Regions from separate parts of the Dromaius novaehollandiae genome. Here region 2 is linked to region 1. The links are chromatin contacts, called in public Hi-C maps. All regions are on one chromosome and are shown on one strand. The core of a region is the stretch at or near the end of the contact, and the rest is flanking DNA. Distances in the headings are between cores, read along the strand shown.

Region 1 (7,710 bases), core at 3,821-6,320:
TACTGTCTATGGAGATGCACATTTGGGGGGAAAATTAAAAAATAAAAAAAGGCCTGAAAGGTGTAGCTTCAGTTCCCAGGCCAAAATATGAAGGGCTATTGGATTGTATTTCTATTTTGGATCTACTTTTTCTTGCTGTGGCTTGATCTCTGCCAGTGGAAATCATCAGTAGTAGATGACTTTGTGCTCCCTAGTGGATGGTATTTAGTATGTTTTAATTCCAAATGTTTATTTTCTTGGGTTTTTTTTTTGGGGGGGGGGTATATGCAATTTGTTTTCATGTTTGGCTCTGGTTTTCTTATTGACTTGCATATTGTCTACTCTTCTAATGCCCAACTTCTGTACTCTGTGGACTATCTCAGCTGCTGAGTGCATACCAGTGTTCTCCAGAAACAATGCCAGATTGAATATTGCAAGCTCATTAGGTTCTTTCTTTTTTTTCATTTTAAATCCAGCGGTGAGGATTCAAGCCTGAGGTGAGTAGAAGAAGAAATGTTTGCTCTTGCAGTAGCACTGATGATTGCTGTCTTAGTTGTTAAGCCAAATATTATGTCTGAATAGATTTGTTTCCCTGCTTAGCATAGAGCCAGAAGTGACCCTTTTTCTCAGCTGAAAAAAGGCAGTGATCAAGTTGCTTTCCTTCTCTATTTTCCCCACTATTCCCGAACAGTTATTCACACAGCTCCTTGTAGGACTTTTTTTCTCAGAGATGCTGATGCCTCTCTGCCAGCACTGACTCTCTGTTTCCTTGATGGGTGGGTTTGAAGTCATACAAAAATTCTGTTCTTTTCCTTCAGTGGCAGAAGTTATATATGTCTTCTGTGTACGCCCAGAGCAGGAAACTCATTCTGAAAAGTCTTTCTCAATAAAGGCAAGCTTTGTGGAGGAATGTGTTTTAAAAATACTTTTTGACTGTAATCGTTTAGTGAACTGGAGTTAATGTGATGCGGTCAGCAGAGGTAAGTTTATGTGTGTATAGCTGTAAACTTTTCCTGTATGGCCATATTCACCTAGCATCTAAAGGACAGCGGGATATGCATATAATGCCTTGATTCAGGGATGCATGGTCAGGAAAGCAATGTTGCAACTTTTCAGATAAAATCATTTTAGCATGAACTTGAAACACAGTGGCTTATCTTCAGACTCCAAGGCAGAGTGATGTAGATCTTTGCTTGGCTAGGAGGCTGGAGACTCAAGAGACTATGAATGGTTAAAATTCATCTTGATTCCTACCGTGTGTGTGTGTGTGTGTGTGTGTGTGTGTGTGTGTGTGTGTGTGTGTGTGCGCGCGCGCGCGCGCCTGTCCAAGAGAGAGAGACAGAGAGTGAACTGTTAATGGTGATCCCAGTCACCAGGCTTTGACATGCAAACAGAATAGTTGCTGCAGGGAGTCAGTCTTTATAAGCTGTTGTAGCAGAAGATGGTGAGTCAGTGGGCTGGAAGCACACACACACACACACACACACACACAAGCAAGCAATGTGTGCTTTCCTAGTAATGCTGTCATACAAAAGAAACCAATGCTTTGCTTTAAAGCAGGCTGTTTGGTCAAGGGGTTGATCACTCCAATTGTCTTGAAGGAAAGAAAGTGAAGAAAACAACATTTTAGCTCCAGTGGAACATGCTGAGTTAACTGTGGGCGGCCTGGGGCCCGGCTCCTGCTCTGAGAGCGAGAGGATCACTTCCTTGCTCTGAGCTCTGGGGACCAATATAAGCCAGGCACCCAAAAGAACTGGTGCTGCTGGTGAGTCCAGGTTTGTCCCCTTGTGACAAGCACTTCAGGAGAAAATGAAATAATGCAGGGAAGTATGCTGAACACAAGTGAGCTTGACTTTGAGAAGTCAGGGAAAAGAATAGCATGGACAAAACATATTCCAGGCGCCCTGCACTTCTTTCAGTGTAGGGGTTTTTTTTCATAGTTTGTAATTCATACATAAGCCAAGATTTGGAGCCCATGGCAACAAGTAGTTGTTGCTGGGTTTTTTTTGTTTTTTTTTTGTTTTTTTTTGTTTTTTTTGTTGTTTTTTGTTTTTTTGGTGTCAGGACTTCGAACACTCTACAGAGAGGCAGCTCAAACCTGGCCAAATCGTGCTGGCGCCTCTGGCTGGTTCTGTTAGCTCCAGCTGGAGGGTGGGAAACGCTTGAAGTGTTTTCCAAGAGAACAGAGAGATCTTTCAGGCAAAGCCCTGTCGGAAGAGCTGTGATTTAGGAGTGCTGAGCTAAAATGTTGTGTTCTATTTCAAATGGCAAAATCAAACCAGAGGAAGGTGGCAGCTTCCAGCTCCGCCAGTGCGAAGAAACAGAGAAGAAAAGCTCCTTCTTCTTCTTCTCCACCTCCAAGTAAAAATGGTATCAGAGAGGGCAAACCGTGATTGTTCTGTGGTCCAGCCTGCCTTCTTACTTGTGCAGATGGAAATTCAAATGTTTTGATTTGTCGTCAGACTGTAGACAGTAGACTCATTACCACAATTCTGTTATGATGTTAAAAAGTGGCTTTTGTTTTATGGAAAGCTTTTATACAAACCTCACTTGTCTGGAAAATGATGCTTTGGTAAAAATCAAACTGCAGTACAGTGCAAGTGACTGTTTATAATGTAGCTTTAACTCATTATGAAAAAGATAAGTGAATAAGATTGGGGTTATTAGTTGGCACTAAAACATATTTTATAGTTGGACACATTTCTTTTATATTGTCTGCCAGTAATGCAGATGACTGAATTCTGGTATGATCAAAGACCTCACTCAAAGTTTCTTCTTTTACAGTGTAAACACTCCTCAAATCTTCTTCCTTTGTCAGTAGTTAAGGGTGACAAAAGGGTATGAGGTTAGTTACTTCCCTGGAGACATTTGGCTTTCTGCTCCTTGAAGTTCATTGCAATGAATGTGGCTTCAATGACATGTGATTGAGTGTGATTCTTTGGGGCAAAGTAATGGAAGTAGAAGCAGAAACTGGAAGAAGGAGAGGAGGAAAAGAAGATGATGGAGAGTCAAGCATGAAAAAATAGCATCTTATAATCATCCTGAAATGTAGCAAGGTATCCGTGATTGTTGTACTGGTGGGCCAAAGTGATGTTTTTCTCAAATTGCACGGCTTCCAAAAGATGCTTGGAAAAATATTCAGAGGCAAAAATCAGAATTCTGGCCGACATTCAGCCATGTACTTATTCAAAGCCGAACTTCACAACAGCTGCAGTTATAATACTATTTTGCAGATCTAACACTTCAAGATGTGGAAAATAAAATTCAGGATGAATTTTAAGAATGTAAGAGAAATGACTAGTGTGGCAGATGTAGATTTAGGGTATTCTACACATTCTGAAGGATTTGTTTTTAATGTGAAGCATGTACCTTCACACTCTGTAACATGTGCTCTGATTCACTGACAGATTCATTTTACAAAGTCCCCCTGGAATATTGCCACTCATGCAGTCTATAAACAGACAGTCAAGGTTTGTGTCTGTCAGGAGTGTACTTCATTTTATTTACCGCATAGTCTTTTGTGGTGGTAAGAAAGGGAATTAATCAAAAGGAGCACTCAGTTCTCTCTCCCTCCTGCCTTCCCTTTATTTATTTATTTTTGAACTTAAAAGCTTTCTGAACTCTTTATTGTTCCCAGAGATCATTTTTTATTCCTTTTCCAAATATGAAAGCAGCTGATCTCAGCAGGTGAGGGGCAGGGCGATTAGCTGTTGAAGACAAAAGACAACTCGAGGTCATTCCTGTGAAGGAGGACTAAAGAGATAAGGATCCCTCCTGTGATTACCTTTACTGTTAGGGTGAAGGGAATATGTTACAAAGGAAAGAAAAGGGTGCGGAGTATCTTGTAATCTGTCAGCTGGGGGAGAAGGAAGGAGGTCGATCCCATGCTGAGCCGGGCTGGTTGCTGACTAAAATAGCATGGGGCTCTAGGGATGGTAATGGGGAAATTTGCCTTCATATATGTGACACATTATACGTGAGTGGGTTGTATGTAATTGTACATGTTTACCTTCTGTTTGGTACAGTTCATTAAGACACAAATCACTGTGTGTGATGTGTATATGGTAGTATTCTGCATGGGATACTTCAGGCATGCTAGCTTATAGGTAAGATAAAAAGCTACAGGCAAGAATATCTTAGTGCAAGCAGTAGGAGGTAACATGATAGCCTTGATTCAGGTGATTATTCCTGTCAAATTCAATTTATAATCCCTCTCGAGCTCAAAGTTGTTCTGTAAACATTCATAGTTTATAACCCCCAGGATGCAACAATATGGAGCAAACTAATGAAGTTCAATTCTAGGATAGGCCAAGTAAATTGCTTGCAGAAAGCTTTCAATAATCAGTTTTTCTCTACAGGAAGTACCTTGTCTCTTTTGGAATCCCTTTCTAGGAAAGGGCCTTTCAACTGCAATTTGCAGTGAAACAAGTGGGATGACAAAACTACAATGGAAGCATTAAGGTTAGCAAGAGAAATACCCCTTGCAGTAAGGTGTAATTCAGGGACCATTTTCAACAGATGGCAAGTTAGAAAAAGGAGCCCTCACCCTCAGTTCCTGGCTGCTGCTCATGGTTTACTGAAGTTTGTTGTAAAACCGCAGACTTGCTGTTCAGCTCAACAACAGTTAAGCTACACTTTGAGCTGTGAATTCAGAAATCAGACTGCCAGTATTTCCATAACCAGCGAAGAGATGAGAACTAGAGAGGGAGAGAGCAAGAGGGGCAGAGGGAGGGAAAGAGAGAAAGAGACACTGTGTGAAAAGAGCATGAAGTCAATGCACCAGAACTCTGCTCAAGTTTCATCTCGATGAAAAATGATTTCACTGAGTCATAAGTTTTCAGACAGGTTTATATGTCTCATTTCTGGTAGTGCCCCCAGCAATTGCACCAAATGCTAGAAAACATGGTAGGTAGATCCAAGCACAAGAAAGACTTTACATAACCCCCCCCCCCCCCAACCAAACAGCTATATCCCAGTCCTTTTTTTTCTTTCTTTTTCCTCTGTATTGCCAAATTCTCTTTCAAATGAAAGTATTAACTAGGCCTTTGGAGCTGTGAGCAATTCCTGCTGCGGGCACTGTGTGGGGCTATTGCTACACAATCGCAACCACGTTTGTGGAGCTGTGCTGGCAGCTAAGACCAGCTTTTTGATTGTCCCTGCCTGCAGATTTTCCTTTCAATTATAGTACTTCCTATCGTAAAATAATGGCTCCATTTTCTGGCTTACCCTAAGAAACATGTGGAACACAGTGTGACTATTATATTTTCTCTTTATTTGACATGGGCATTCTTGTGCCTTTAATATTACTGATAGCATGGTGTAATCCCCCTACATTTTCCATGTACAGTGTGATTCCCATTAAACCATGGCAGCAGTGTGACAAAACTCCACACCCTTCTTTGCATGTGAAAGTGACTGCATATGCCTCAAATTTTTCTCAGAGCCTTTTTAAAACTTGACAATATTTGAGTTCCTTTTCTGTAAATTCTCTTCAAATCTCTCTGCAACTGAGGAGGTGTTATTTGTGTTGTCTGGCTTCCTTGATGGCAGAACTGCCCTAAAGAGTTCTCTGTGTTTGTCCAGCTGTATGCATCTTTGGATCAACTTCTGAGGGGGCACCGATCACATCTGGACATGGGAAGGGTTGCCAGGCCCTCAGAACCCTTCAGGATTTAACCCTACTACTATTTGTGTGACTTAGAGGTGTCTGACAGAGCCAAGTCCTGAGGTGTGGGGTGAACTCAGCAGCGGAGCTTCAAATCAAGAAATCTAGAAGGCTTACAATGTCCTCTTCCCTTTTTGGTCCTATGGAAAAAAAATATATTGCAATTAATAGATGGAACAGTAAGTCTTATCTGCAATGCAATTATATTATCTGCCACCTATGTTTATTGGTTAAACTGACTTCTATCCTGTAAATAAGAAGATCAAGAAATGGTGATGAGTGTTTCAAATCCCCATGCAAGCTTTAAAACTGCTTCTGGCTGTGTTGCTTGACCCAGTTACGGCAGATAGCATTGGAAGGTGTTCATGGTGTCTTCTCCTCCTGCCCCCACTGCAGAGCCATCTGCTTATCAACTTATTGAGTCCACATCCACCATGCTTTCTGCCTGATTGTGTCAAAATGAGTCCTAACAAGTGGGGACAAATTTCTCAGACGTGCATGCATGGAGTGACAGCAACAGTCCATGAAGCAACATGCTGGCATCCTACTGCCCAGTGGAAGTTCAGCCAAGCAAACCATCTATGGTTTGGTCATTACCCAAGCCTGTCAATCCAGTTCTGTGCACTGCTCATTTGGGGGTCAGGTGAAGCCTGATGGGAGCTGATGAATGTATTTCCCTCCTCTCCTTCTTTGCTCAGAAAGAAAGCAGGAAGCAGTTGAGATCCTTTAGGGATGAATGGCTGAAAGAATAAGAATTACAGACCAAAACAAGGGAAAGAGGGAGGGGACAGTTTTGCCCCTGTGGTCTGAAGGCAAACTTAGGGACGAAGATTGCCAGGGGTGCAGCTGGGGGTTTACTTGAGGAACAAATATCAGATGTACTGAAAAGGCTGCAGCATGAGCTGATGCTCATGATTGTGGCATACTTTTAGCAAAAGTCAAGAGAGGATTTTTTTATAGAGCTGTCTGGAAGGAGCTTTGGGAAGCAAATGGACACCCTGCCTGCTATTGTGGGAATCCTCCTGTGCCCTGGGACAGAGGCCTTGGACCATCTGTGTGAGGACTTGCTTGACTCCATCACCTATTTCCTCTCCTACGGGAGGTTGTTGGCAAGATTCCAGCTTTGACTAACTGCTCAAGTTGAAAGAGTAACGGTACCAATACTGATCATTTCTAATATTCCTGCTGAAATCAGGGCTCTACAAAGCTGCTTTCTTTTGTGGTACTTACCCTGTGCAAGAATATTTGCAACTCAACAAGTCTCACTCTGGTCCGCTTCCTTCCAAGCCCAGTAACTCGTGACATACAGAAGGGCATCAAGTCTTGACTGAAGAAATTTAAGCAAAGTAAAACAGAACAAAAAATAAAATAACCCCAGCTTCATCTCCTAGCAGTTCATTTCAATGGGTAACTGTTAAGAATGTGTACCTTGCTTCTCATTTTAAATCACTTGGATTTAACTTCCAGCCACTGTCTGTGATTATACCTTTCCCTGCTAGTCTGAGTCACCCTTCACTACCTGGCATTTCCTCTCCATGAAGGCTCTTTATATACCATAAAGCAAAGTGATTGAGGACTATTTGAATTAGACATAAATTATTGGCTGAAGCCTCAGACTGAAGTTTGTTTTCTTTCATAAAGAAACAATGTTTGTGCTGTTGGCATTTCACATCTTACTGGAAAACCCTAGTCTCGCTCCTGCTGTGAAGATGACAAGCTTCAACCTGGGGCAAATCCATGGGAACAGCAATTCTGAGGGCAGAATGTTGCACTTTCACACTGGGAAAGCAGCATTTGCTGGGAGGAGTGAGGAGCTTTTACCTTGGCTCCAACCCACACGCTTTCTTCAGAATATTCCTTTCACATGGAAATGCTTGCCAAGTGAAGATTGCTAACTCCGGCTAGCATGTCAGCCATGGCACAAGACACAAAGGTTTTGTATCATTGGGTATATGTGACACAAAGAAAAGGAAAGAGGTTCATTTTTGTGTTGGCTGCTGCAACATGTGGACATTCTTTGTGGAAGGGGTGGGAGAGGGAGGAGCAAGTATAGGAAAAGAGAGCTA
Region 2 (7,710 bases), core at 2,204-4,703, 590 kb after region 1:
TCCCATGGGGAGCTCCTTGGCTGGGAGCTGTGTGTGCTTGTCTCCACCTCAGGATGGTGTGTGGAGAAGACTCTTTTTCCTAGCGATTGGGAGAGGGACTATACAGGGATTTCTTTGCAACTTGGAGCGAAACCAAAAGAGCTGGACTGAAACTGGGAGTGGAGGAAGTCGTCTGTCCCTGCCCTTACGTGTCCCTTCCTGTCCTAGGTCCCTTCTTGTGCTGGTCTGCCTTGCTCCCTGCTTGCTGTGCATATGTTTATTTTTTTAAAAGAAGTTATTGTAGCTTATGTTTTAATAACAACTTGTGTTAGAGAGTAAAAGACAGGTGCTGTGTTTGGTACATACACTTAAAGGAAGAAGCATAGGCAGACGCACCCTAAAGCTTTGGATGACTTAGTCTCATGGTGTGGTCTAATGCCCAGTAAGTGCTGCTGCTGCTAGGAACAGGGGCTTTGATGCGAGATTTAAAAAATATCGAGGACTTTCCCCACACTGCTTTGCCTGGGATCTGGTCTTAGCAGTCAGAGACCTCTCGCGCTCCCGGCACTAGCCTTGCGTCAGGCTACAGGACAGCCAACAAAATCGTGTCCTGGGTTTGTGGTGGTGACTCTGTGCTTGACTTAAAGACTAAGCGGTGCAGAGAGCAGCCTCTCTCCTGCTTCTTTCCTCCCTTCTCTTTGAGGCAAGTCCTGCTGTCCTTGCAGCCCCTCAGTGGTTGCCTCTGGACCAGGGATGGCTGTGGGCAGCCCCAGTGGGTGCAAAGCTGCCAGTGGGGCTGTGGTGGCACTGCTGCTCGGGGCATGGTGTCCCCCACATCAGAGAAATTGTTGCTTCCCTGTTTTGCTCTCTTTCTCTTAACAAAGATCTTTTCTTGTTAACACCTGGTAGCCTTTATTTCTTGAATTGTTTGAGGACAACCAAAAACCACCCAAAACTTCAAAATTTGCTCTCACTGCAGTTGCTGAGCCTCTGGGAGCCCTGAATGAGATGCGGATGGATGCTTGATTTTTCCCCGAGTGCTCACTGTGCCTGGTGGTTTCTGCTTTTATGAAATACATTGTAATCCATCAGATTTACAAGTATGATGGCTATGTCACTATGCAGCAAGGGTCATTTTTGAAGTGGTAAAATTCCCTGTGAGAGAGAGAGATATATTATTTGCACTATGGTAAAGGAATTGCTTTCCTTCCTTCCCCTCGGGGCCTGTTCTTCCTGACCTTTCCAGGACAACATGCTATGAAGATATTTCCTAAATCAGAGATGCGTGTGGGGTGGGGTGTGGGGGAGTTTATGCCTACGTGAGGGATTAGAGGCACTAAAATACTCTTGTCAGCTTGGAGAGTGATGGTCACAGCCTACTTACCAGCTACTTCAGAGCTGCAAATCTTTTGTTGAATTAGAAGCTCTCTCTTTTCTTTTTTCTCTTCTTTTCTTTTTTTAAATTGATATAGTTTGATTACTCCCCCACACACACACTTGGCAGGGAAAAATACTACAGTGGAAAAGCAGGGATGCATGCTGTTTCTTTGAAGCAAGACTTTACCCAAATCCCTTCTGTAAGTAAGGAACATTTTATGCTTAATACCATGTACGTGACGGAACTATGGATGCCAGGTATAGCAGAAAGCAAAAAAGATCACAAAAGATCACAGTAAATGATGCTGGAGGAAAAGAAAGAGAGGTTTTGTGGTGCTAGAACACAGGAGGCATCTTTTATTGAGGATGTGTGGGATAACCATGCTGCCGGCCTCCTGCACACTTCTGGAGTATCGCTTACCCTGGGGGCAGAAGGCCCCAGCGCTGCCTCTCCTCAGGACACCGACTTGAATTACGCTCCAGGCTTGAAACCCAGCCTTCCACCTCGACAAATTGTCGGTGAGCGAAACCCGATTTGAACCGCTGCGGTGCAGCTTCACCCCGTGGCACCCTATTAATGGGACATGTTAGTGTCAGACCGCTGGGTGAAATGGTAAATATTGTGGCGCGCATGGCCAAATTGTCTCCCTGACTGCAAATAGATTGTGAATAATTGGATAATGCTATAAAAGTGAAGAGGCTCTGCCTAACATAAGGCATGAATTATGCCTCTCTCCTCTGCTGCAGTTCAAACACTTCGAACTCCTTTTCCTTGCCATAATTGGACATAATCAGTAACACAGTCAGTGACTAAAGACTGTCTGGTATCAATTCCCAAGCCCAGGGACCACAAAATTTAATTTTTGAAAGAGTTAATCCTCTCTATTAGCTGATTAGTTCGGTTAATTTGTTGTGTCCCATGGTGACTGTAAAGTAAATAAGAAAGAGTACTTTGTTTCAGGTATCTTCCTACAGCTCTGTGTGTGTTATGGATATATAATCCATGCGTATGTGTATATCTACAAGCTTGCTGGATAGCTGAAGGTGTTGAGATACTGTAGTTTCCCCTGGCTTCGGTGGAAGCTGTTGGATCAGGATCTCTTAAGAAAAAAATTGTCAAAGGATATTTAGTCTGGTCCAAAAAGAACAACTTGTTCCAGGGAGTAGTACAGAAAGAGAAGTACGTGCGGCTTGAATTCCTCTCAGTCTCTCTTCCAGATACAGCCTGTCTATCTGACTTGCTGGTTAACGGGAATGCTTTGGGCAGGAACTATTTCCTAAAGGAATGCAGCCTTGCTCGTAAACGAATAATAAAATACAGCCACTACAAATCTAACACACTGCCTCCCCCCAGAGTGAAGTTTTCACATGAGTATGTCCCAGCTTGCTATCCCTGGATTGCAAAACGCACCTCGACTATGGTGGAGGCTAAAGTAGTTGTGTCACCCAGCACCACCAATACAGGGATCAGGTATACATTCTCTCTTGACTTAGTTCATTAGTTAAGGATTTCTGCAGTAACCCTCTTCTCTCACTGTCCGTGAAAGGTAATGTGTGTTACTGAAGGACAGTGTGTGCACTTCTGCTGTGTTTTGGGGAAGCCAAAAGTCCCAGAGAGTTTACACGGTTGCTTAAGCCTGTGGATGTGGGAGGAAGAGAAGCCCTGTCATCAAGGGCTTCCTTCACACAACTTGCTCGTGCCAGTGCAGTGTGGAGCACTTGTCAGTACTTTATTCAATGTGGAGTTTTCTAGTATGCAGTTGGACCAGTCTGCCAGAACTAGAAATGCAGCCTATAGGGGAGGTATTTGGGGTGTACGGAGGTGAAATACCCTCCTGCTTCCCAGTACCGTCAGGCAATCCGTGGGCCAGGGCTTCTGAGCTTGGACGGCAAAAGCCAAAAGCTATCAGAAGTGGATGCTCCTGCCATAACTTTGGATGCCCGCCTCCATCCTAGTAGGCACCAGCAACTTCCAGTGACTTCTTTATTAATCTTTCTGCTCGCGGAGAGGCTGAGGCAGTGTTTCCAGCGATGGCATTTGTCACTCTGACAGCTGCGGGGCAGCTGGCGATCGCGGCCCTGGTGCAGGCAGCGCTCGCAGGCAACAGCAGCTCCTAACAGCACAATGATTAAAGTGTCAAGTTACCGCTCTTTTGTATTATATGTAGACTGTAAAAGATTAACTCGGGGTGATTTATCTTCCCTTGGATTTGCTTGACAGTGAACGAGGCTGTAACCAATTTGCCTGGAGCGAGGGAGCTAAGAATAAACCCTGAAGGCTTGAAAGCAGAGGAGCATGGTGAGGGCGCTTTCCTGAGGCCACCACCTCAGCATTGTCCCTTGCTCCCATGCCTGGGGAACATGACTCTTGAAAATAGTAACTTCATGGTCACTTCTAACTATTGAACCTTCATGTCATAAAGCTTCAAATAACATTTTTCCATAAGGGCAACAGATCATGTACTCCTGCACCAAAAAGCCCCCTTGCCAGACCTGACTGTAATACTTAAATTCTCCCATGATTTTTTGCAACTTTGGTGCTGCCTGCAATTTTCACTGAAAATATGCTGAATGAAAACTGCCTGGCAAGATCACCCTCACACCTTCTTTTTTTGAACTAAAACTTACCTTTAATCCTACAAGGTGTAGAGGGTCCTGAAGTAGTCTTCCCTCTGGGCATTCAACAACACTGATTCCTTGAAGCACTGGAGAAACATCCTAGGCCCTGATGGTAACCAGACTGAGTGCATTTGCCTCCCATAAGCACCACCCACACATTCTCTACTCTACTCCCAGTTGTTAAGCAGAATATATGAAAGTGGCAGCTGAGTAGGGAAAAGCCACTGATTGGCAACAGACGTTAGCCAAAGGTCAGTGCTAATTACTCTGCCTCATTTGCATGAGGGGTTTTGAAAGATGGAGCCTAAAGTGTCTGTGGCATTTTCTGCCAACAAATTACTTGGCTGACAGGAGGATGTCGCCACTCATCAGGGCCAATGGACTGCAAGCTGGTACTTGTGCAATTAAGGAAGATAGAAATATTGCCGCAGAGAGTTAACTTTCTGGGAGTAATTACTGTAGGTGTCAACACAGGCTGATGCAAAAGAAGAGGATGTATTTACTATATACATGAATCAAGGTTATGAATGATTAGACAGCAGCTTAAGATAATCGCTTCTGTCTCTATCCCATCCATCCTTCTTCCTCTTTTTGCATGTTTTATTGCTGATTGTGACAATGCAGGAATGGACAGAGGGCAACATCTATGCTAATTAGTCTCCACTGATCAGACTCTGGCTGTTTCTTGTTTAATTGAACCTCGTGAGCTTGTGGAAGACTTAGATTTTCTTTTCCAGTCTTGCCATGTAGTTGTTCCTCTCCAGTTCTTGTAAAGGTGTTGCAGAGTGGAAGCTGAAACTTCTGGAACAGAAGCACAGGGGAGGTCTGGAGCAGTGAAAGGAAAAACTGATTTTTGGAAGTAATCTGAAGACAGGAGGTCTCTAATTAGACAGATGAGTGGTTTTGAATGCTCAGTTTCTGCATGTCAAATTTCCATTACTAGAATTTCAATTGCGCTTGGGAAAACAATCCATTTAGGAGCCTGCTGATTGCCTAAAGGTGGAGACCATCGAGGTGCTTTCTTCTATGTAAAGACTGACTTCAGACAAAAGCTTTTGTTCTGTAGCAACGGGATGCTTGGCTCCAGCAATTTAAATATTGCCAGAGAGATATTCTGGAGAGTGCCAGGTCTAGACTGTATCCATGTCACCTGTGTTGTATCTGTGACTGTGCAAACACTCCCTTGCCAATCCTTTGCCACTGAAGAGCTAGGTTTTCCCTTAGTGTGAATTGTGCAATCTCAATTATTTAAATCTCCTAACTTTTTTCTGAATAGTTCAAAGCAGAAAATAGCAGAAGTTTCTTGAATTTGTCAGTTCAGCTGAAATATATATTTTTTCAACTGTGTTCCAAGCTGTTCTTAATTACTGTTGAGTTGTATATCTAAATTAGGTTTATGGGATTCAAAGTAGCCTACCTAGATATTTATTAACTTATAGCTGTTTAGGCAGGGTCATGCATGAGAATCAAGTGTCCAAGTTCTGCTGTCACTGAATAACAGCTGAGTTTGAGTCTTTTATGCTCCTTTGAATGTCACCACCTTGGTGCTTGTCCCGTGCACATGAAATGCACATGAAGTATAAAATACACGTGTAACTAATTTGTACTTGGAAACCACACACTGAGCAAAGCAGTGGGGGTGCCTCATATAAATAAGAGCATGGGCTTATGCTTTGTGTAAGCACGGGGCAGGGCAAGGGGCACCCCTGGACCCTGGGTGGCCATGCTCTGCCCCATCTCCTTGCCAAAGAGGGTAGGAGAAATGCAGGTGTACTGCCTGCACCTTCGTGGTGACTTTTTCCTTTGAGTCGGTTGTCTGGTTGTTGAAATACCATGCATCAGCATAATATAATCTGGGCTCAAGTTTTTTGAGGTACTCTCCCAAGCTCTGCTATAAGCAAGGCTCAAATCTCATTTAAATGATCTTTCACTACCTGAATAAGCTCATGCTACTGAGGCGAGCGAGATGACTTGTCCCTCTCAGAGCCTTTTCTAGGTCTCTTGAGAGACCAGGCAGGTGTGCCCATGTAGACAGTATATCAAAAAGCTAGCCCAGCTTTTCCAGCTGTATCAGATGGATAAAATATATTTCTTTTCCCTGCAAGCCTTGCTTTGTTTGGTTTCATAAAATTTATGTTTAGCATTCTATTTTGCAGTGATGGCTGTCAGATACAGCCCATTTTAAATAATCAAACTTGCCCGACGTTAAGTTATAAGACAGTGTGATGAGGTGAATGGTTAGCTCAAGTCAAAAACTGTGAGGTGGCAGGGTACAGAGGACAAGAAGTGGGACAGAGGTTCAAGCATAAGTTTGGAGATGGGTCAAACACTTATCCAAGTTACATCCAAGTATACAGTTATCACCTCAATAGTTAAAAGATGAGTAAATAAGATCTAGAAAGAAAGATGGAAAGAAAAAGAGGAGGTAGAGGATAAATCCCCTGGGGTTCAATGAGTAGCAAGAGAAGCACTGAGTAAAACAAATGCTTCAAAGAGCACTGGGCCTACTAAGGCCACCTTGATAGAGATGAAGAACTTCTTTGCACCCAAAGTTCATGCAAAATTCTTGGCATTAACTGTGCTATGGCTTGTTAAAGACTTCCAAAATCCCTTGTTTACACTTTGATGTTTGGTGTTCTGATAAAAGAAAGGAGGGGAAAAAGTGGTTTACAGCGAATGATAATTTCCAGATGGAAAAACCTACCATTAATTTTTAACTCAACCACATGAAAAACATGTGAGATTTTATTTTAAGTCCCTTCATAAACTGAAAGGTGCTGCTGATGGCATGCTTATTTTCATATTTGATTAGGAAGCACACTAAAATCTGTACTAAAGAGCACGACTCTGCAGGGATAGCCATTCCTCTCGGCCTCATGCTATCATTTGTCACTTAGGGCTGTTAGATTAAAAGCAGCATGGCTGCGGCTTAGCTATCATCTACAGCCACTTAAAGGCCAGCAGTTTCAACTTTAAAACCTTTTACGTAACTGTGGGTTTTAGTAACACATCTTCATCCATGGCTGCTCAGCTTTTTATTTGCTCTGTACAAAGGGGATGTGAGAAAGTATCTTTATTGTGTGCCTTGAAAAGCTCTTAGCAAGAGGGACTGCTTGTTTTTCAGGGGGCTTGGGGGATTTTCTTTTTTTTTTTTTTCTTCCTTTTTAACATAACATTTTTGCTTTGGATGAGAAGCGGGCAATAGCAGTGTGGCAAGAGCCCAGGAAACGGTGATCACCGATGGGAACATGGTGAAGGAAACAGTCTTGCATGTCTATAGTACAACCACTTATATTCACTGTGAAATCTAGTGTCTTGCATGTTGTCTCATAAGTGAAGGTCACTTTCTTTCCTTTGCCTCTGCCTCTTTCAATGTGGTAGTACCTTTGATTTAACTGAATTAATACAGCGGGGGTGGTGGTGAGTGGCACAAAAAGCTCTTGGTAAACGGAGATCTTGAAGAAGCTCATACTGCCATTTAGCCCAGCTCCTCTTCCTTCATGCTGTGTAGGAAATCCCAGTTTATTCCTTATAGTAGTAGCACAGAGATAGCTGAGGGGGCTGATGGGTGTGAGTCTGTCTGCACAAAGCCCTGTGTGTGTAAGGGGGTTGGAGGGGGGCAGGTGGGCAGCAATCCAGCCAGATCAGATGGGTTACCTTTCCTGACATATCCCTATGTCTTTAGACTATCATGGCTCCAGCTGAACAACTGCACCAGCCTTTCCCAAGGGCAGC

What was found. A called contact is a pair of places that touch in the nucleus more often than the background predicts.
Region 2: a Hi-C map of brain shows a contact between it and region 1, with 4 times the contacts expected there. The contact joins two enhancer-like sites. A contact is called at or near these places in 2 of 4 Hi-C or Micro-C datasets (brain and ovary).

The regions. Positions count from the first base shown.
Region 1 is chr1:99,679,056-99,686,765 of bDroNov1.hap1, forward strand. No RefSeq gene overlaps it. Among named protein-coding and RNA genes, the nearest start is that of C1H3orf38, 23 kb to the left of the region's middle. Within about 2 kb of position 5,071, at least 2 of the 2 cell types and tissues checked have open chromatin away from gene starts, as enhancers often do.
Region 2 is chr1:100,268,533-100,276,242 of bDroNov1.hap1, forward strand. No RefSeq gene overlaps it. Among named protein-coding and RNA genes, the nearest start is that of PROS1, 240 kb to the right of the region's middle. Within about 2 kb of position 3,454, at least 2 of the 2 cell types and tissues checked have open chromatin away from gene starts, as enhancers often do.